Linked DNA regions of Sus scrofa: all the other regions are linked to region 4. Evidence: chromatin contacts called from public HiChIP or PLAC-seq data. All regions are on one chromosome and are shown on one strand. The core of a region is the stretch at or near the end of the contact, and the rest is flanking DNA. Distances in the headings are between cores, read along the strand shown. Region 1 holds the start of CNNM3 (metal transporter CNNM3). Region 2 holds the start of ANKRD23 (ankyrin repeat domain 23). Region 3 holds the start of SEMA4C (semaphorin-4C). Region 4 holds the start of ACTR1B (beta-centractin).

Region 1 (3,562 bases), core at 303-2,802, 200 kb before region 4:
GGGAGGGAGAGAGAGAGAAAGAGAAGCAGGAATGAGCCAGTGGCCACAGTCACAGCTTTAAAACTCAAGAATAAATACAGATAAAACATGGAAATGTCTTGGACCAAATGACCAGAAAGGAAAATCCAGGGAGTGTCAGTGAGGGACCTGAACATCCGGTGACAAGAGTCTCCATTGATGCTGTGACGATGGACCAAAGAATGGTGCAGAGCCAGGGAAGAAGGAAGCTGGTGAAGGTGTGTGCTGGGGCCTCTATTCACAGGAAATCTCTCCCTGAGCAGCTTGGCTTGCCCTCTACTGGATCCTTTGTCTTTGTGTCTCACAGTTTAAATCGCCCTTTGTGTTTTCCAAGTGTGATCCAAGTTTTCAAAAGTTTTCTTCTACCGAAAGGTCTTCTTCCCCCCAGAATAAGTTATAGGTTGTTTTCTAAGGGAGCCAGAGACTAAGGGAAAAGTTACTTGTCAAAGGTCAGAGCCCTGTCTAGATGCACTAGGCATTTTCCCCATCTTGCCTCTGGAAGTGTTCTTTGTGAGTTAACTTTTCAGGCACATGACTCACTTCAAGCCTGTCATCCATTCTCACTGTGTCAGCATTTTCTCTGGACTGGGGGACAGAAGTGTGAACCAAAGGGGTTGAGTTTATTTCCTTTTTCCAAAAGAAGTGTGCCAGTCCAGTGGAAAAGCTCAGTAGTATTATTGCTTCTTCTGGCGGCTTATTCTGAAAATTCTCACACAGTATTTCTGTTGGTTTACTCAATTTTGCATATTACCTTCCACACCAACGTTATTTTACTTAATTGCAGCCACAGTGCCTCACTTACTTATATTATTTTCAGAACATAGCAATGTGTTTCTATAGAATCCTCGTAAAGACTATTTAAAATGACATGTATATGGATGGTCTTATCACAGTCTACTGTGTTAGGAAATTTGATAATACAAATGTAAAGAAAATCTCTTAAAAAGCCCTTTTTTCTCCACACCTATAGAGAAGTCTTGTTAGCAGTCTGTATGTTTCCTTCCAACCAGGTCAAGATGACATTATAATGGGCTGAGGAACACTTGTTTGTCTTTAGGAATTATTTTCCCAAGAATGATCTGCTAGAAGTGGGACGACCAGGTACAGTAATTCCTGACAGAGCTGCCATCTCCTAAAGCGGCTAGGATGGTGAACAGGGTACTAGGCTGGTCGCATTGGAGCCCGATATCTGTGCCAAGTCGAGTCCTACTTTTCTCCCGTGCAATATATTAATAACACGAAGTAGCTGCAAGGATCCAAAGAGGTAGTGATTTCGTGTGTTTATCTATTTACTGTCGTTCTTCCTGGCAAGAATGCAAGTTCCTTTTAAAACAGGGGTTGTGTGTCACAACCCAGACCAATAGCAGAGTCGGGAGCAATCACACGTCTTCAATAAACCTTAGCTTCCGAAGCCTAGTCACCAGTTCTTTAAGCCCTCCTTGCCCTTTAGGTCTGTGGTTCACGGGGCGCTTTCTGAGAAAACTGCCCATCTCCCATTCGCTGAAGTCTCTGCCTGCAATTTCAGGAGCGCCACTCCGCTCTGAGGCCCGAATCCTGAGCCAGGCACTTCCCAGAGCCCGGACCGGCCTCCGGGTGCGCGGGGATGGCCGGGGGAAACCAGACGTCCGCTGATGGGGGCCAGCTCTCCGCTCCGCGTCCTCCCGGAGCCGGCCAGCCCCAGCCCAGGGAGCCGCGGTGTAGCCCCGCGGGGCCTAGAGCCCCACGCCCCCGGCCCGCCCCAGGATCGCGCCGCCGCTTGTTTACTCCCCGGCGCAGCCTAGTCCGACCCTGGGGCCCGCCCCCGCCTGCCGCCTATTGGTGGAGGAAGCGCCAGGGCCGGCGATAATTGGCCCGGGGGAGGCGGAGGGGTAGGCTGCGCGGGAGGCCGAGAGGGGGCAGCAGGCGATGGCGGCGGCAACGGCGGGTCGGCTAGGCTGGTTGCTCGCCGCGTTCTGCCTGGGCAACGCCGCCGCGGAGGCGGCTCCGGGTCCTCGAGTGCTGGGCGTCTGTCTGGAAGAGGACGGAGCGGCAGGCACGGGGTGGGCGCGAGGAGAGGAGGTGCGGACTGCTCCGGAGGCCACCTTCCGCTTGCGCCTCTTCGGGTCGGGCTTAGCCAACAGCTCCTGGTCCTGGGTGGCCCCCGAGGGGGCGGGCTGCCCAGAGGGCGGGCCGGTCGCAGCTCCAGACGAGGCAGCGGCCCCCACGGGCGAGTGGCGTGCGCTGCTGCGCCTGCGCGCGGAGGCCGCGCATCCGCACTCCGCGCGGCTGGCAGTGCGTGGGGAGCCGGGCGGCGCGGCGGCCCCCACGGGCGAGTGGCGTGCGCTGCTGCGTCTGCGCTCTGAGTCCGCGCACCCGCACTCGGCGCTGTTAGCCGTGCGTGTAGAGCCGGGCGGCGAGGCGGCCGAGGAGGCGGCCCCGCCCTGGGCAGTGGGTCTGGGGGCGGCGGGGTTGCTGGCGCTGGCGGCTCTGGCGCGGGGCCTGCAGCTGAGCGCCCTGGCGCTGGCGCCGGCCGAAGTGCAGGTGCTGCGCGAGAGCGGCTCGGAGGCGGAGCGTGCGGCGGCGCGGCGTCTGGAGCCCTCAAGACGCTGGGCCGGCTGCGCCCTCGGGGCGCTGCTGCTGCTGGCTAGCCTGGCTCAGGCTGCGCTGGCGGTGCTACTGTACCGCGCGGCTGGCCAGCGCGCCGTGCCCGCCGTGCTGGGCAGCGCGGGGCTCTTGTTCCTGGTGGGCGAGGTGGTGCCGGCTGCCGTGAGCGGGCGCTGGACGTTGGCGCTGGCGCCGCGCGCTCTTATCCTCAGCCGCTTGGCGGTGCTGCTCACTCTGCCCGTGGCGCTCCCGGTGGGCCAGCTGCTGGAACTAGCCGCGCGGCCTGGGCGGCTGCGGGAGCGCGTGCTGGAGCTGGCGCGCGGCGGTGGCGACCCCTACAGCGATCTCAGCAAGGGCGTGCTGCCCTGCCGGACCGTGGAGGACGTGCTCACGCCCCTCGAGGACTGCTTCATGCTGGACGCCAGCACCGTGCTGGACTTCGGCGTCCTGGCCAGCATCATGCAGAGCGGTCACACGCGCATCCCCGTGTATGAGGAGGAGCGCTCCAACATCGTGGACATGCTCTACCTCAAGGACTTGGCCTTCGTGGACCCCGAAGACTGCACGCCACTCAGCACCATCACTCGCTTCTACAATCACCCACTCCACTTCGTCTTCAACGACACCAAGCTGGACGCCGTCCTGGAGGAGTTCAAGCGAGGTAAAGGCCCCGGAATCGCGGAGGGGACTCGAATGTCAGCGCCTTCCCCTAGAAAAGAAGTAAGGGTTCAGGGAAGACTAGAGAAGGTTTCCACCCTTAGTAAGGCTTCTAAGGGTCCTTTTAATGAAGATGATGGCCTTGCAGCTCTGAATGACCCTTTGAAATACCATTTAAAGGCTATCGTTCTGCAACTGACTGTGCTATGAAGCACAACACCCCCCTTTTCCTGGCAGGCCCCCAGTTTGGGGAGGTATGTCCACTTGACTCTGATTCCTAATCTGTTCACCAAATCAAGTTTGT
Region 2 (3,531 bases), core at 106-2,605, 170 kb before region 4:
TGGGCCTCAGCCTCCTGGGGCCCCAGCCTCCAGGTGCAAGCCCACCTCCAGGATCAGGAACTCTATGTCCACGTCCCAGTTCTTTCCTTTCACCTCTCTCTCCACTTACCTACAGGACAGGACAAGGATAAAGGATCAGAAAAATTAAGAGAAGGCGTTAGAAAACATGGCTGTGTTGTACGGGGCGGGTGGGGGGGTGTCCCTGCCCGGAGTGATTTGAGAGCTGGCCTGACCCCTGTCAAAGCTCATGGGCAGTCTAAACACGGGCTGCTCCTGACACCCATGGCTATCACTGGCTCATGGCCTGCGGTGTCGCCTGCGGCCTGCCCTATACTGTCACAGAAACTAGCAGCAGGGGGCCTGACACTGCATCTATTTATACTGTTGGGCTGTGTCCAGGTGAGCCCGGGTGGTTGACATGGCTGCCCTCCTGAGTTGTTGTCCTTACATTCCTACCAGATCACGCCACACTGCCACCTGACCCCAAGCCCAGAGGGACAGAGGAGATGCCTTCTGGGTAAGATTCCTGGGTTCAAATCTTGACTCCTCATGAAGCTCTGTTTCTTCACAGTAAAATGGGGTGAAGCCAGCATTTACCCCTTGGAGCTGTGACGTCCAGGGACTAGTGCCTAGGGCAGAACCTGCTATACATTCTTCCTGTCTTTTCCTTCCCGGCCCCCAGCCCCGGGACTCAGGAGCTGGGGAGCATTGAGGAATAAGCGTGTTGAGGGGAGAGAAAAAGTTGGAATGACAGGATGGCAGAGCCTTGGGCTTTGAAAAGCAAACCCAGGCAACATGAAACCACTCAGGCCCTGCAGCCCACCTCCCAGCAAGAGGCTGCTGAGGCTGCCCTGGCTGTGGCCATCAGCCTCACCACCCTCCACACCCCACCTCCCCACAGCAGACATCCCAAAGTGCCACTGCTATTCCTGTTTCCCTGCCCAGGGCACCCTTCTCCCTGCCCCCAGCCAAGGCAGCCAGACCCTCTGGACCATCAGTGCAATTGAGCTAAACACCCCAGCCACACGTGTGTCTTCTAGGGTGACCTGCCACTTTGTGTTCCTCTTTGGCCATCACAGCCCAGGGCAAAACCCACTAAACTCAAGGATTTCCTTGCCCACCATGACGCAGCATCTTTCTCACTGTTTCCCTCTCTTGCTCCCTAGCCCCTCACCACCTCACATGAGGACTCGGCAGACAGACCAGGTCTTGACTCCTAAAACCCACTCTACAGGCTAAAGAAAGAAACTGCCTGAGCTCCTCATTCTGCTGAGACAGTCCAGGGCACCCAGACCACTGCCCTGTGGCCTTACCAACTGCTGGATGCTGATCAAGTCCATGGTCCCCCCGCTCTCCATGCTCCCAGTGAGAGAAGCTGAGAGGCTCAGCCCTTTTATAGAGAGCTATCTCCGGGGGAAGGGCAGAGGCTTGTGCCCTGGCCAGATAACTCAGTGGCTCTGTAACACCACCGAAATACCAGTGCGGGCATGCAGCCTGCTGTAGGCAGGAGAAAGCTGTTTTGAGCTGAGTCAGTTGCATCCTCAGATACCTGCCATCCTGCACCGGTGCCACCTGCCCCCAGGCACCTACTCAGAAGCAATTCAACCAATAACATACATCCTGGGTGCTGGGCCACCAGCCTAGGCTCAGGGGAAATAGCTCCCACTTGAAAACACGGTCAAGTATGAGGTCTGTCTGTGGAGACCTTGGAAGATCCAGCATGACTGCCCTAGCAGAAGGACCAGAATCCTTAAAGAAGACCTCCAAACCACAGGCCCAGGAGGCTGACATCTGCCTCAGCTGGCACCTACTTGAAGAAATCGAGCTGTTTCTCACCTGGCCAGTTCCCAGATCACTCCCAGCTGCTCCTGGTGGGTTTGTCCCCCACCACTCTGAAGGCCTTAGCATTAAGCTAGGCCACCACCCAGAGCCAAGCTTGGCCTGTTATCAGCATCTTGTGCCTCCTGAAGAGCCTTTGATGGCCCACATGCAGGTCCCCACGGACACCTGCCAGGCACAGCACGACCCTCCCCAGGAAGGTGAGGCTCAGATCCGCCCCAGGTCCAACTATGAACATGAACCATTAATCCAGTCGCAGAGCAGTCCCTCTCCAGCTGCCAAGGTCAAACTTCCTAATTTTCCCGGGACACCAAGTATGCCTCCCCTTGGCTGCGCCTTGACCTCTGCCTTGACGTTTCAAGGAAATCTGATAGCTAGTGAGTAAGACTCCAGAATTGGAGAAACACGAGCAGGCATCCAGGCCGAGCAGGAGAACTGCAGGTCACAGGCAGACCGAGGCCCCACCCCCAGCTGGCTTCTCAGTGCTTCCAAGTTTTGAGACATGAGGAGCCCAAGCTTATCGTCCACCTTTCTTTCGAAGGTGACTTGTGGTCGTGACGAGGGAGAATTACCTGGAGGAGAGTGAGGGGATATAGACAGGAGAAGGCAGGACTTCAGCTTTGGCCCCCACCACTGGCCACCAACTCTAAGACACCCCTCCAACAACGTCTGAGGGCGAGGGCTCCAGCAGACTGCACCTGAAATTCTCAGCAGAAACTATTGGTATTCACATGGAGCTCACTGTATTAACTTACTACTGCTATTACTTATCAAGAAAAAAAAAATTGGAGTTCCCATTGTGGCTCAGCAAGTTATGAACCCAACTAGTATCTATGAAGATGTGGGTTCGATCCCTGGCCTCACTCAGTAGGTTAAAGATCCAGCATTGCCACAAGCTGTGGTGTAGGCTGCAGATGTGGCTTGGATCTGGCATGGCTGTGTCTTTGATGTAGGCTGGCAGTTGCAGCTCTGATTCAGTCCCTGGCCTGGAAATTTCCAAATGCTGTGGGCACAGCCCTAAAAAGAAAACAAAAAATCCCCCAAACAGCAAATCAAGCTCAGGAACCACTTGGCTAAGCATGCTCACCACAGAGCCCAGGGAAACCGTGGGCAGTTTAGTGCCTACCACCCAATGTTCTTCCTGTGTTGTGTATGCCCAGATCTGTCTACCGACAGAGCAGTGTGGTCACACTTGCCACTCTCCACATCAGCATATCTGCACCCACATGTGCCAGAACCGCACTAGCCCACCAGTGGGAACGCTCAGGGGGGTTCCCCTCTTTTTTTCTCATATACACCACATGCATGCTCAAGTGCACATCTTTGTAAATGTTTCTGTAAACACACAGCTTTGTCCACATGGATGAATATTTCTTTGGCCTTGCTCACCTAAGTTTTAACAGATACTGCCAAACTGCTATCCACCGGAGCGCTTCCAATTTCCATGGACAGAGAACAACAAACACAGTTAAGACAAGGGACAGCATGGGAGAAAAAAGAAAAAATTTATATGTAAAACAAAGGGGCGTTCCCAGTGTGTTGCAGCAGATTCGGTCCCTGGCCCAGGAACTTCCATGTGCTGTGGGCGTGGCCTAACAAGAAAAAACAACAAATGATCCATATCTAGAACACATAAACAATGCCTATGAGTCAAAAAAAAAAAAAAGTAGAATTTTAGATGAGTAAAGGGTA
Region 3 (3,621 bases), core at 398-2,897, 140 kb before region 4:
GGCGGGCGACCTGGGATGCGTTCACCCCCTGAACCAGTCCCCCAACACACCCCCAGCCCTCCCTCGGCCCCTTACCCAGGCCCGAATCGGACCCCGCGGCGCACTCCGATGCTCTGCTCGCACAGTGGTGCCCCTGCTCCCAGCTCCTCCCAGAGCGGGGGAAACGGGCAGCCTTGCGGTGCGGGGGTGGAGGGGTGCAGGATCCCGGCCTCGCGCCCCCGACCCTTGCCCACCCCGAGCGGCGGGCCGTGGATGGCACCCCCGCGGCTGCAAGGCGAGCGCTCCAGCCTTTCCAGGACAGCCCGCCTCCCCAGCGGAGCGGAGCGGGCGGGAGGCTGGGGGGCCGCGGCAGGGAAATCCGATCCCACAACATCGGCCTCCGTCCAAGCCCGCCCCAAACTTTCCGTCGGAGGTGGCAAAGCCGGGGGCAGTTCGGGGACCTGGAGAAGATCCCGGCCTCGGACCGGACAGCACGGGGGACCCCCGCTCCCCATGACCAGTCCGCGCTTCCGGACCCTGTAGCGAAGGGAATAGCTTGCCCCGCTTACGAGCCCCCGCGAGGCAGCCCGCGGGGGGCGTAAGAAGGCACTCGGGCGGACAGTTGTCCCTGCCGCCGCCCCTCCCTGCGCCCCCAGACCCTGTCCCTCGCGCGTGCAGGCCGCCCCCTCCCGAGTCGGCGGACAAAGCAGCGGGCCGGAGCCCCTTAGCCCCGGCCCCGGGCAACCCCGGCCTCACTCACCTCTTCTTCGCGGCTGGAATCCCTGGGCGCCGCCCTCGCGTTCGGCTCCGACCACGGTCCGCCCCTGCCCGCGCGCCGCCGCCCGCCCGCGCGCGCCCGCCCGCCCTGCTCCGCTGCCCGGCTGCCACCGCCCCTCGGCCCGGCTCGGCTCGGCGCCCCTGGGCTCGGGCTCCCCGCGCCACCGCGGCGGGCGCCGGCTCTTTCTCCCCGGCTGCCGCCGCTCTCCGTCCCCTCCCCCTGACGTCAAACAGGGTGGGGGGGGTCGGCGGAGGCCGGGGGCGGGACGCGAAGGCCCGCCCCGAGGGGGGCTGTGACCCGCCGCGACCCGCACGCCTCGCCGCTCCCCGTCCGGTGGCTCGGACCCCCGCCCCTCCCGGTGCCCTGCGGCCCAGCGCCTTGTAGTCATGATCTGCGCCACCGCGCGGGGAGGTGGGACAGAGGAGGGACTCCGGGCCCTGGCAAGGGGAATCGGACTTACCCGGTCTTTCCGAAGTGTCCCCTAAGGCCAACCGCTCGGGCTGGGCGACCTGGATCGGGAATGGGGCTAAGGCGCTCCCTACGCTATGGTTACAGGAACGAAGGCAGGCGAGCCACCTCGAGGCGTGTATCCGAGGCTTCTCTTCGGGGCGGCCCAGAGTGGTCTTATTTGGACCCCCAATTCTGCATCGTTTCTTGGCTTGACGCCTGACCCCTGGGATCAGACTGGATCGGGCCTCACCAGCCAGGAAGACCCCCGAGCCTCCCTCGAGCTTCTGCCTGTTGTTTCTCACGCTCCAGGCAAAGGGTCCCACTCAGCGCCCCTTGCCTGACTCCGGCAAGGATAAACCCCGGCTCCTGTTGCACAGAGCCTACCCTCAGGAAATGACTCCTCTGGTGCCACTGGAAGGCTGAATAACAAGTGACATGAACCCTGATGTTCAGATGAAAGGGGTTGAGGGGAGCCAGCTGGAGAACTACCACTCTCAGAACCGCCAGCCTCCGCCCACAGCCGCTCCTAGAAGTAACTTGTAGCTCTGGTCTCCTGGGTGGTGCTAGGGTGTCTTTGCCAGCTGGTCCTCCAAGCTGGACAAGTGGACAGAGGAACCCCAGGGAGGCCACCTCATGGGGACCCAAAGACAGATGCCACCTCCTGTCTAGGGCCAAAGGGCAGAAGTGAAGAGACTGGAGGCAGAAAAGCTTCCTGGTAACATTAAGCCCTGTGCAGTCCTGTAGGGGAGGGACACTTTAGGGCCCCGTCAGCAGATTTGGATTATAAATCAGTCCTGGACAGGGGCTTTTGTTCTGGGTTAAAACTTGGCATCTGAAAAGTGGAGGCCAGAAGACCAGTGGAGATAATTGGGGAAAGCAGCCCAGTTTGGATTCAGTAACAATTGGGTCTTTGCTAGTATACATAAAGATCCCTTCTCCCGTGCTGGCCAAAGCCACATTTCCCAGTTCCTCTCCACCAGAAAAACAGCTGGTGGCCTTGGAGATGCTGGAGATAGGGGACAAGCCAGTTAATTAGCATGGGGTGGGTGGCAGGGAGGGAGAAGATGGGTGACACAAACACACACATACTCCACTTGTGGTCCAAGTTAGACCCTGTCTATCTAAGCGGCAGTAAAGCACATTTGTTCTGTGCTTTAGAGTCAGCAACATTTTACCCTCATCAACACCCTTTATAAAGTAGGTATTGTTTCTCTCATTTTATAGATAAAATGAGTCTCAGAAAGGTTAAGCAACCTGTCCAAAGTCACACAGATAATTACCAAGGTCGGAATATTAAATCAGGCCTTGGGATTCCTGATTCTGTCTTTCTGATAAATTGATCAGTCATTCTGACAACTTTTAGGCACCAAACCCTCCTCTCCCTGCTATTTTGCCTCAGTTTCACCCCCACCCACCCCTAGGGATGAGGGTTACCAGGCTGAGACCTGAGCTCCTGGCCCCACTTGCAAGACGGCCCCAGTGGAAAGTCTCAGGAGGTGGTTTGGTTTCACTGGCAGGGACCATCTCTTATACCTCAAGGCAGACTTCTCCCTTCCTGCTAACAGACTCCAGAGCCCTTCCCTCCCAAACGCTCCTCAAAAATGAGGCTGCAGTTCCTGAGCTCTCCTTCTCTACCTTCGCTCATTTCCTGCTGTATTCTGTTCCTTTCCAGCACAGGCCTTTTCCATGGGTGGGTGAGCAGGGTATATAGTTTCCTGCATGTCTACTTGCTCATTATTCATACTTTTTTTTTTTTTTTTTTTGTCTTTTTGCCTTTTCTAGGGCTGCTCCCGTGGCATATGGAGATTCCCAGGCTAGAGGTCAAATCGGAGATGTAGCCACTGGCCTATGCCAGAGCCACAGCAACGCAGGATCTGAGCCGCGTCTGCAACCTACACCACAGCTCACAGCAATGCTGGATCCTTAACCCACTGAGCAAGGGCAGGGATGGAACCTGCAACCTCATGGTTCCTAGTCGGATTCATTAACCACTGAGCCACGAAGGGAACTCCGTGATTCATACTTTTATATAAAAGCACAACTGTCAAAAATGAGGACTTATGGGCCTTAAATTAAGGGGAAAAAAAAATTACTGGAGTTCCCATCATGGCGCACCAGAAACAAATCTGACTAGGAACCATGAGGTTGTGGGTTCGATCCTAGCCTGCTCAGTGGGTTAAGGGATCTGGCATTGCTGTGAGCTGTGGTGTAGGTCACAGACACAGCTCGGATGTGCTGTGGCGTGGGCCAGTGGCTACAGCTCCAATTAGACCCCTAGCCTGGGAACCTCCATATGCCGTGGGTTCAGCCCTGAAAGGACCAAAAAAAAAAAAAAATTTACTAATACCGAAAAAAAAAGTCTCAGGTAACTATCAAGTCTCTCAGAGTCTGTCGGCATGTTCTATGGAAGGTAC
Region 4 (3,618 bases), core at 113-2,612:
GCCCGCCAAGAAAGGAAGTGGCCCTGTCCTTCCCATGGGCTGATGGAGAGTATCCCCCAAGCCCAGTTCCAGCTTTCTTATTAAGCATCCCCTGCAGTGACTCAGGGTGCTCACATGGGTACTCCAAAAAAGACAGCCATTCAGGGATTACATGGGAGTCAAATGGCAGGGAGACAGATCCAAGAAAGAAAAGTGAGTCATTAACAAAAACTCCAGGGCTCCAGGGGCAGATACCCAGCTAGGAGCAGAGCCACAGATCCCTCCCTGTCCTTTATTTTCTTCCTGTGGACCAGGAAGCATGCTTAGCCCCAGTGTTGAAGGACCACAATGGAGCCAAGCAACTTTCTCCTGAGGTTGTCAAACAATTATTGCAAAGTACTCATGGGTTCTGGGAAAAGTAGTCCTGAATTCTTTCCATTGCCCTGCCAACTGTGGAACTTCTGTTTGGCTCCTGGAGCACTTAAGGAGAGGGTCAAAACAGCCAAGTGGCCAGGCAGGTGGCCGTGGCTATGTGGCCGGCAGAGCTTAGCTTACATTTTCCCCTGTCCCAGGAAAAGGGTGCAGCAAGGCCTGCCCACTCTGGAGGTGCTGCCTGGGGGTGCAGCCCCTTGGGAAGAGCTGTTGTAGAGGTCACCAGGCCAACCCTCTCCGAAACATGGGGCCAGTGGTGTGCAAGAAGGCAAATGCCATTCCTCCTCCACTAGGAGGGGCAGCCAGAGTCAGAGCCTGAGGAGTAGTAAAGGGGCTGGGTCGAGACCTGCCCTGTGACCTCACTGTCAATTGAGAAGGGTCCGGGGTGCGCCCCGAGCCTGACACACATCTGCCGGGTTGCCCGGCTGTCACTCCAGCCCTCCAGATGCTGACCAAGGGCCGCCAGACGGATGGGACTCCTGCCTCTCCTGACCTCCCCGCCGGGCTCAGGAGTGCTCTGGCTGGGGCTCTGCCACGCTGGCGAGGGTCTGGCCCCGTGGCCCGGGTTAAGGGCCAGGTGGGGGCGCGGGCGGCCAGCGCGGGTGGCAGGCGGGCAGTGACCAGAGGAGCGGCAGAGACGGGCCGGGGTCCCTGCAGGTGCCGCCGCATGAGTCCCTGAGGGCGGAGCGCCCGCCCTCCCCCCGGCCGCCGAGCCTCACGTTGTCGATGACCACAGGCTGGTTAGCGATGATGTCGTAGGACTCCATGGCCGGGCCGGGCCGGCCCTGCCCAGCAGGCGGGCTGCTGGAGGGACCAACGGCGGGCGGGCAGACGGAGGGGGACGGAGGCGGCTACAGACGCTGCGCCGCGCCCCTCCCATCCAGAGCGCGCAGCTTAAGCAAGCCCCGCGGGGCTTTCTGGAGGGCCGGCCCCACGGCCAATCATAGCTCCAAGCTGGGCGGATTGACGCAGGTCGCCTGGGGCCGGAGGCCGGCGAAGGGGCGGGGCCGCCGGGTGCTGGCCAGCCAATGGAGGCCGCTCGGAAGAACCGCAGGGGCGCTTCCAAGGTAGGCTGCGCCGCGTGGGGTTGACGTCGTGGCTCCACTCTTAAAGAGGACGTGTTCGGAGTCAGGAGGGTTGGGAGTTCACCTGTCCAGGAAGACTCCGTTCCTCCTAAGCTCGCTGCACCCGAGGAGGCTGGCGCTGGATATTTCACCCAAAGCATTTCTTTATAGAGCATTGAGGAGGATCCTTTTCCTAGTAAAAATTACAGTTTCGTGCTAACGGTAGCTGAGTTAATGGAGCACCTGCCACGTGCTTGCGGAGGACTTCTAACCCACTTTCTATAGATTACTATATTACACCCTTGCAGTAACTGTATCAGGTAGTTTTATTATTATCCCCATTTTACAGATATGGGAATCAAGGAGCAGCAACTGGGATTAGCCTGCAGGCAGCCTACAATTGTGCCGGAGTCAACTGCTGCATAAGTGCTAGATGAGAGTCCTGAATTCACTACCGAACTGAGCCATGGTTATTTGCATCTCTATATAACTTTCCCACTAGACTGTGAGATTAAATTTGGTAAAATTGAAGCACAACCGTCATGCAGAAAAGTGCAGAAATCATAAGTATACATTTTAATGAATTATACCTATACTCCAAACTTTATACCTATTTTCACAGTCTTTGCCTCCTTGAAACATTCAGTTTTCAACAGGGCGCAAGAATCAGGGCACTTCTGCTTCTAGCCTGTAGTTAGTCTAGTGGCTAGGTTACCTGGTTTTCATCTAGGCTGCCCAGGTTCAATTCTGGAGCAGGAAATTAAGGTCTCACTCCAAGTCATTACTCACTGCTGTCTCTTCGAGATCATAACCATCACTGAATTTAAGAAACAAAGCATGGGAGTTCCCGTCGTGGCTCAGTGCTTAACGAATCTGACTAGGAACCATGAGGTTGCGGGTTTGATCCCCAGCCTTGCTCAGTGGGTTAAGGATCCGGCGTTGCCATGAGCTGTGGTGTAGGTTGCAGACGCAGCTCAGATCCTGAGTTGCTGTGGCTCTGGCATAGGCCGGCAGCCAGAGCTCCGATTTGACCCCTAGCCTGTGAACCTCCATATGCTGCGGGAGCGGCCCTAGAAAAGACAAAAAAAAAAAAAAAAAAAGCAAAGCATGACCCAGAAACCTCTCACCCCTTTTGCTCACTGCTTTTTCCTCCTCCTCGGAGACCACTGTCCTGCATTCTAATGACACAGGTTAGTTTTGCCTATTGTGGAATTTCACGCAATTGAGGTCATAGATATGTTTGTTTGTATCTGGTGTCTATCCATTCATAAAATGGGTCATTGTGCAACTATTTAAAATAATGAGGGATTTCTGTATAATCTGATGAGAAATAAGTCGGGATGTACGGCTAAGTCAAAGCAAAGAAAGCCAGAGTCCAGAATGTTCTATGTGTAAATGTCTCCAATGATTGTATAAGCCACATTCAAGACTCTTCATTTGTTTATTTATTTGTCTTTTTGTCTTTTTAGGGCCACACCTGCAGCATATGGAGTTTCCCAGGCTAGGAGTCCAATCAGAGCTGAAGCCACCTGCCTACACCAGAAGCATAGCAATACTACGTCTGGGACCTACACCACAGGTCACGGCAACGCCGGATCCTTATCCGCTGAGCAAGGCCAGGGATCTAAACTTCATCCTCATGGATGCTAGTTGGTTCATAACTGCTGAGCCACGACGGGAACTCCTCAAGATTCTTTAATATGGGAAAGGGAACTTATGAGACCAGAACTCTAACTCTCCATCCTCCACATAACAATTTCGTTTATTTTTAAGGCTGCATTATATCCAATTGTATGTATATAGTACATTTTGCTTATCCATTCATCTGTTGGATTCTTGGGTTGCTTCCACATTTTAGCTATTGTGAGTAAAACTGCTATGAACAATGATGTACAGGGAGTTCCCGTCATGGCTCAGTGGTTAACAGATCCAACTAGGAACCATGAGGTTGCTGGTTTGATCCCTAGCCTCGCTCAGTGGGTTAAGGATCTGGCACTGCTGTGAGCTGTGGTGTAGGTTGCAGACAGGGCTCGGATCCTGCGTTGATGTGGCTGTGGCGTAGGCTGGTGGCTACAGCTCCAATTCTACCCCTAGCCGGGGAACCTCCATATGCCGCAGGAGCGGCCCAAGAAATAGCAAAAAA

The links. HiChIP or PLAC-seq counts read pairs in DNA pulled down with a chosen protein or histone mark.
Region 1: a contact with region 4 is called in an H3K27ac HiChIP or PLAC-seq map of alveolar macrophages. The contact joins the promoter of CNNM3 here to the promoter of ACTR1B in region 4. A contact is called at or near these places in 1 of 47 Hi-C or Micro-C datasets (liver) and 2 of 2 datasets of contacts at active chromatin or transcription factors (alveolar macrophages and skeletal muscle).
Region 2: a contact with region 4 is called in an H3K27ac HiChIP or PLAC-seq map of skeletal muscle. The contact joins the promoter of ANKRD23 here to the promoter of ACTR1B in region 4. A contact is called at or near these places in 1 of 47 Hi-C or Micro-C datasets (heart right ventricle) and 2 of 2 datasets of contacts at active chromatin or transcription factors (alveolar macrophages and skeletal muscle).
Region 3: a contact with region 4 is called in an H3K27ac HiChIP or PLAC-seq map of skeletal muscle. The contact joins the promoter of SEMA4C here to the promoter of ACTR1B in region 4. A contact is called at or near these places in 2 of 47 Hi-C or Micro-C datasets (heart right ventricle and subcutaneous adipose tissue) and 2 of 2 datasets of contacts at active chromatin or transcription factors (alveolar macrophages and skeletal muscle).

Annotation. Positions count from the first base shown.
Region 1 is chr3:56,810,106-56,813,667 of Sscrofa11.1, reverse strand. It overlaps CNNM3 (metal transporter CNNM3), which reads left to right and starts at 1,552. Exons shown (of 7, transcript XM_021087264.1): 1 at 1,552-3,262. The coding sequence starts at 1,924.
Region 2 is chr3:56,774,648-56,778,178 of Sscrofa11.1, reverse strand. It overlaps ANKRD23 (ankyrin repeat domain 23), which reads right to left and starts at 1,355. Exons shown (of 10, transcript NM_001315720.1): 1 at 1,314-1,355; 2 at 41-109; 3 at 1-38. The coding sequence starts at 1,340.
Region 3 is chr3:56,748,771-56,752,391 of Sscrofa11.1, reverse strand. SEMA4C (semaphorin-4C) reads right to left here and starts at 1,647. Exons shown (of 15, transcript XM_021087262.1): 1 at 1,218-1,647.
Region 4 is chr3:56,608,100-56,611,717 of Sscrofa11.1, reverse strand. It overlaps ACTR1B (beta-centractin), which reads right to left and starts at 1,362. Exons shown (of 12, transcript XM_021087260.1): 1 at 1,131-1,362. The coding sequence starts at 1,178.